Regions from separate parts of the Gossypium hirsutum genome. Here region 1 is linked to region 2. Evidence: chromatin contacts called from public Hi-C data. All regions are on one chromosome and are shown on one strand. Each heading gives the region's core, a stretch centred on a gene start, on an enhancer-like site or on the middle of the called end of the contact. The rest is flanking DNA. Distances are from core to core; before and after follow the strand shown.

Region 1 (3,378 bases), core at 27-2,526, 49 kb after region 2:
GTTCTAGCATTTTAATTGGGTCATTTTTAGTTTATGTGTTTTTTAAATTTTAAAATTTTAGTCTTCACTAAACAATAATTATTAAATTCATTAAGATAAGTTCTGTTATTTCCAAAAGTCAATAGTTAAACAAGTTATGATCCGTCTGTCTTTTGACATGTTTTCGTCTGTCTTTTGACACGTTTTTTCGTCGGTTTTTGCTGTTGAATCTTTCTTTTTTAACTTCTCTTTCGTTCTTTCTTTTGGTTTTGTATTTTTGTTTTGTTTGCTCTGTCTTCTTCAGTGTAAGTTTTTTTTAGTTTTGGATCTCTTAGCTCTATGGAGCATGAGTTGGCAAATTTAAATCTGGTAGACGAAGAAGAAGAGGCTTTTTAGGAGGATGCAACGGTGGTTTATCAGAATCTGCAATTAAGTTTAGTGGGTTGCTATTTAACTGATAGTATTGTGCATTTTCCTTCTCCAAGAAATACTATAGCCGACCTATGGCATCCTATTCGGGGCATTTGTATTTCAGATTTGGGAGAGAGACGTTTTCTTTTCCAATTCTTCCATGAAGTGGACATTCAGAGAGTGCTTATGGGAACACCATGGTTTTTCAACAATCATCTTCTTTTACTTCATTGTTTACAGCCAGGCGAGAACCCGTCCCTTGTGCAGTTAAATTTTTCAGAATTTTGGGTTCAAATTCATGATCTCCCTCCGGGACTGATGTCAGAACCTTTGGCTAAATAGTTTGGGAATTTTCTAGGTCAGTTTATAGAGTATGATACGTCCTTCCGGTCAACAAATTTCTTTTCTTTTATGCGCATTAGAGTCCACATTGATGTTACTGTTCCTTTAAAGCGTAAGAAGAAAATTGCGCTTGGCATTGACCGAAGCTTTATGCACGATTCCAGTATGAAAAAAGTTGAGTCTCTTCTGCTTTATTTGTGGAAAACTTGGGAATGGAGAAAGTTTTTGCCCAATTAGAACCAGAATTGATCCATCAAATATCATTTTTGGTTGGGATATTTCACTTCCTGCAGCAGTGAGAAGGTACGCCTCTTCTGTTAGCAGATGGCTCCGGGAAGCAGATGGGACAGAGAGTTTTTGTTCAGATAAGGAAAGGAATTTTCAGGGCAGAAAATCTGGTAATTTGAGTAATTTTGGGAATAATTTAGGCAATGATTTGGGTCAACTCTATCAAAATTCCAATTTTATTCCATTGGGATATGGTCATTCGGCGCAATCTAAGGGATTATCAAAATGGACTGATGTGGCAAATCAAGAATTTAATGAGGCGGGTGATGGGACTGGGCCCATAGAATTGCAAGTAGTTGGTGAAGAAGACCCTTTACAGACTTTAGAAGGAAAGAAACGTCAGCGCATGATGGATAATCTGAGTCATAGCTCAGGCCAGTTACCTGCAAATGTGATCAATGAACTATCGGCTAGCTCTGTTGGACAGAGTAGCCAATGAAATTACTTAGTTGGAATGTCCGTGGTTTGGGGAGACCTCGGACAGTTAATAAGCTTCGTAACAAATTAAGGGCCATTAATCCCCGTATTTTGTTTCTTATTGAAACAAAATTGAGTTAAAAAAATGGAAATGGTGCGTCAGAAATGTGGTTTTTATAATGGGATTGATATTGGTACTGCTGGATCTAAGGGTGGTTTATCTCTTGGATGGAAAGGAAATGATTTGGTCTCAGTTAGAAGCTATTCTTCTTTTTATGTGGATGCGGATATTCATGACCCGGATAATGGAGAAACTTGGAGGCTAACTGGGTTTTATGGTAATCCTGATGAACGTTCTCGGTGGGACTCTTGGAATTTAATTCACTTTTTAGGCCATGATTGTGCAGTTCCTTAGCTGGTTTTTGGAGATTTCAATGAGATTTCTAGCTCTTTCGAGAAGAAAGGTGGAAGGCTTCGACCTGAGGGACAAATGGCGGAATTCCGTTTTGCTTTGGAAGATTGTTCACTTCATGATATTGGTTTTAATGGCAGATGGTTTACTTGGGAAAGGGGGAGGTTTTCGTCTACAAATATTCGTGAAAGACTGGATAGAGGTGTTGCCTCTTTGCAATGGATGGACCTGTTCCCATGGTTTTCTTTGGAACATTTGAACCATTCGTTCTCTGATCATTGTCCAATTCTTGTAGACACTTTTGGAAAGTTGCGCCTTGACAATAGTTGGAAATAAAGTTCCTTTCGTTTCGAAGCTAAGTGGTGCTTGGATAATTCTTTTGAAGAGATTGTTCGTAAGATATGGGCTGTTCAAAATGACTGTTTACCGGTAAAATTAACAACTGCGGGTCTTCATTTTCAACATTAGAGTCACTCAAAATTTCACGATAAAAAAAGAAATCGGTTACAGCTTGAAAAAAGGCTTTCTGCTCTTCTTGATCAGGATCCGACTGATGAAATTTTGGCTGAAACTTTAGAGGTGCAGCTTGGTTTGAATCTTGAAGCGGATAAAGAGGAGTTCTACTGGTCACAACGTGCTCGCATAAATTGGCTTTAGAGTGGGGACAGAAACACTAGTTTTTTTCACAAAGCAGCTGTGGCTCATTATACTCGTAACCAGATCCTTAGATTAGAGGATGAGTCCGGTCAATGGGTCTCTGATCCAGAGGAATTGCTCAGGGTGGCTGTAAAATATTTTGGTGATCTTTTTACAGCTTCTGCTTCGGGAGCTAATGACAGGGTGCTTGATCTTGTTGAGAATAGGATTTCAGATGAGATGAATTAGAACCTTCTTAAACCTTTCACGAAGGAAGATATTTGGTGTATGGTCAAATCAATATCTCCCTTGAAGGCCCCAGGTATTGATGGTTATCCCGCACTATTTTATCAACGGTACTGGCATATTGTTGGTGATGATGTTTCTCATTTTTGTTTGGAAATTTTAAACGAGAGGATTGTAATGGAAGAAATTAACAGAACTCACCTGGTTCTTATTCCCAAAGTTGACAAGCCAAAAAACATGGCTCAATTTCGGCCCATAAGCTTATGTAATGTCCTTTATAAGATCATTGCAAAAGTTATTGTGGATCGCATGAGCCCTTTTTTGGGTTTCTGCATTGACGAAGCCCAAGGAGCTTTTATTTCGGGAAGGCAAATATCAGACAATACTTTAATTGCCTATGAGGTTCTTCACGCCTTGAAGATGAAAAAGAGAGGCAAAAAAGGGAATTTTGCTTTGAAACTCAATCTTAGCAAAGCTTATGATCGAGTTGAATGGTATTTTTTGGCAGAAATGTTAACTCGTTTGGGCTTTCATCAAGATTGGGTTGTTCTCATTATGCGTTGTGTCTGCTCCGTTACATATACAGTGGGAATTAATGAGTCTAAAAGTGAGTGTTTTGTGCTGTCTAGAGGTCTGTGCCAAGGTGA
Region 2 (3,629 bases), core at 1,038-3,537:
TTGATCGTCAACCTTCCTAATCAAAGCTTTTAGCTTTTAAAACAGAGGCATTTCACATTTATAAATTTGTAAAACCCAAAAAAGAAAAAAAAAACTTCTCTCAACTAACGAACCATTTTTCGAACCAATTCCTAATACCAATGAGTTTATCTTGAAACTTTATTCCCTTTTATTTTTTTTCATTAGCGTTCTTCGAAAAATAATATTTTATAATATTTTGATTGACAAAATTTTAGCTAATGAAAATGAAAAACCTTAAAAAAACACTTTAGATTTATTTTTGTTTGTTAGCAGTAGGATGTTTCCTTCAAGATACATATAAATTGTAATTGAAATTGGAAATTAAATAAAAAAAATTAAAATTATGATTTTGAGAAATCCAATTGTTCAATCAATAATTATATAAGAAAAAAATATGAACATTTAATTTTTCATAAGAAAAAAATGTGAAAGAATTAATTGAATTTCCTTTTGTTATATTGATATTGATTTTTTTTGATTTTATAAATTAATTAAGAGATTCTATTTATTTTTAATTATTTGTTTTTAACTTTTAAATCCATAATAAGTCGTACGTATCACTAACAATTTCAAATCATTTACTAAATTAATTTAAAACTAAAATTATGCAAATTTATTTTTTACAAATATTAAATTGCTTATATTATTTTATTATATATTATATTTTTAAAATTCTTATTTTCTATTATTTTTAATGGTGATTATTTAATTTCTAAAACTAACTTCTTAAAAATATAAGCAAAAGGATTATGTACCGAATTAGATAATTTCAACCATAAATAAAACCATTAAAAGATGTGGAATGTCTTTTTTTTTAAAAGTTGAAAGCTTTGGTTAGGAAATTTGATGATCAAATTGATAGAATTTGTAAATGTGAAAGGTTAAGTTTATTAAATTATTTAGAATTAGAACCAAATTGATAAAATAAGTATTGAGGACTAAATGTGTTATTGTACCAGTTAGAAAAAAGCTTTTCATTGTCAATTCAACATCGGGTGATCAAAACAAGAATGGATTCAATCATTAGTGCCTAAATTAAAAAAATTTAAAATTAGATGACCAAAATAAGAATGTAACATAGTTGGGTTACCATTTGTAAATTTTAACTCAGATATTAAGTTTTTACTACCCATTATCATTCAAATTAATTTGGGAGATATATTTGGAAGGGCTAAGCTTCAAAGGTATATTGAGATTAGATTAAGGCCTGCCCAAAAAGCTCGAAACAACCCCCCGAAAAAAGGAATTATGCCATAAATTGGGTCACCAATTAGGCCCATTTGAGGAAAACGTGTGCTTTTTTATTTTATTAAAAGTTTTGCCGATGATCTTTTGGTGTGATGATAAAAGTTGAGATTTTGAGACTTTAATGTATTATGTTGTTTTATCATGTTATTTTTAGATTCTCTTTTAAATTATTTTAGGTTTAAAATTTATTTTGTATGAGTTTTATTTAGATATATTTCGATTTTCAACCTGTCAATAGAATTTCAATTCAATAAAAGTGAATAGAGTTTAAAAAGAAGGCAAATTTTTTATTTTTTATTTAAAATGAATTAAAGCTTAATTTAGACCTCAAAGTTGTATCCAATAATCACTTTGATACTTATTTTTTTAAAATTTTTAATATAATTTTTTTTAACTTTGAGGACTTTAATACCCATTTCTTAATTCTTTTAATTTTATGTTTTTTAAAACTAAAAGTATATTTTTATGATTTATGGAGTTTTTATATTTAAAAAAATCTGATTTTTAATCTTATGAGTTGTTTTTACTTTTTTGGCATTTTTAATTTTGAATTTATTTAGAAAAAGGGCGCAACATGGTACATTGGGCCTTGGAGTATGAAATTTTAGATACTAAACTAATAAAAAAAAGTGATAATAGGGTAGAATTATGGAGGCTAAATTAAGATGTAACCCCCCAAAAATGAAGCACATAAATATCCTTATTATATTAATATTTAGCATATAATTTATAATTTATTACTTTTATTATATATTTCCTAGTGTTACTTGACTTGTAATGATCATTAATATAATATATTTATTTTACTAAATTAATGTTACTTTCATAAAAAAAAAGGTAATTTTATTACACTTTATTATTAGTATAAATAAAAAAGCAGTCATTAATAAAAAAAAATATAAGAAATTTGAACCCCTCAAAATTGAAAGGAAATGGATATAATGTTAGGTGTGGTATACCTTTGTTACAACATTGAATGAGTTGAATACGTAATTGCGTACTCCAATTATTTAATTGAAGCTGTCAACGTCCGTGGTCATACAAATATAATATTTGGTTAGGAGAATAATGGTGCATGACGTGAAGGATGATTGAAAGGCTTGCCAAATATTTCTTTTATATTACCAAACCCCTATTTTTATTCAAAATTTATCCTTATAATTAATACAAACATATTCAACTTTATCAAAATCATCCAACTAAAACCTTGAGATGATGTTATTCGAAGCTGTCCACCTAAATTATTAATCTAATTTAGCCACAAAGCTTTATTAAAAAAAAATCAAAGTAAAATGTAGCTGAGTCGACAAGAACTGTATATTTGAGAATAGGAGTCTACCATTTTAAAATCATTACTATGTTAATTTGTTTAATCAACACTTATTTCAAACAAAAAATAACGAGTAGAGTTTAATTTATATATAATACGTTTTTTTAAATTACTTAAAATTAGATATAAAAGTTAATATTCTTTTTTAATTTTGCTGATGTGATATACATATAGATTATTATGTGGATGACATGTCAACATTTAATTAAATTTTAAAAATTTAAAATAATTTTAAAAAGTATAAAAATTAAAAAAAATTTTAAAATTTAAAAGTTTAATTAAATGCTAACATATTATCCATAAATATTTCGTGCTAACAAAATTAACAAACATCAATTTTTTATCTATTTGAAGTAATTTGATAAAAATATAAATTTAAAAATTAAAAAAAAACAAAAAACAAAAAATTAAATAAAAATTAAAATGGCTTGTTTTACAAAATTAAAATAGGGCTAAAAAATTTATTATATATTTTTAAGTTTGAATCTTAATAAATACGATTTCGAATCTCACAAAATTTTAAAATAAAACTTATTTATTAATTCATTTCTAATACCGATAAAAAACCTCATCATTTTCAAAAATAAATTACTTTTTTGCTACAACTATTTAGAAATATTGTCCATTAGGGGGGCTAAGCAATGATTTAGTCATTTATTGATCAATTCAAACTATGGATTTTGAATTAATTTTCAATTTCAAATTGAAATAAACATTTTTATTAGTTTATAATGTGCAATTGATAAAAAATCATAACCTCACTAATAAATATTTAGTTTTTTATTATTATTATGTGATTTTAACTTTATTTATTGTTTTGGTTATTTATATTTGTAGAAGAAAAATTAAGATCTAAAGATTGAATTTAGAATGTATAATCCAATACCTTTGAATATCAAACCTACTTAAATGATTTTTTTTGGCTGATATTAGAGCATTCATCATCAATAGTAAATTTTTCTTTTAGATGTTTTTTAAAAAAAAAGTAAATAATTAATTATGAAATATACTTATTTTTATGAGTTAGAAT

Evidence for each region. Hi-C and Micro-C count contacts between places; a contact is called where the count stands out from the background.
Region 1: a Hi-C map of hypocotyl shows a contact between it and region 2, with 2.8 times the contacts expected there. The contact joins two enhancer-like sites. A contact is called at or near these places in 11 of 34 Hi-C or Micro-C datasets (anther, fibers, hypocotyl and 2 more).

What each region holds. Positions count from the first base shown.
Region 1 is chrA10:16,070,020-16,073,397 of Gossypium_hirsutum_v2.1, forward strand. No RefSeq gene overlaps it. Among protein-coding and RNA genes, the nearest start is that of LOC107897516, 11 kb to the right of the region's middle. Within about 2 kb of position 1,277, at least 9 of the 9 cell types and tissues checked have an H3K27ac peak or open chromatin away from gene starts, as enhancers often do. A contact at or near this core is called in hypocotyl, where this site is marked.
Region 2 is chrA10:16,020,029-16,023,657 of Gossypium_hirsutum_v2.1, forward strand. No RefSeq gene overlaps it. Among protein-coding and RNA genes, the nearest start is that of LOC121208244, 20 kb to the left of the region's middle. Within about 2 kb of position 2,288, at least 2 of the 9 cell types and tissues checked have an H3K27ac peak or open chromatin away from gene starts, as enhancers often do. A contact at or near this core is called in hypocotyl, where this site is marked.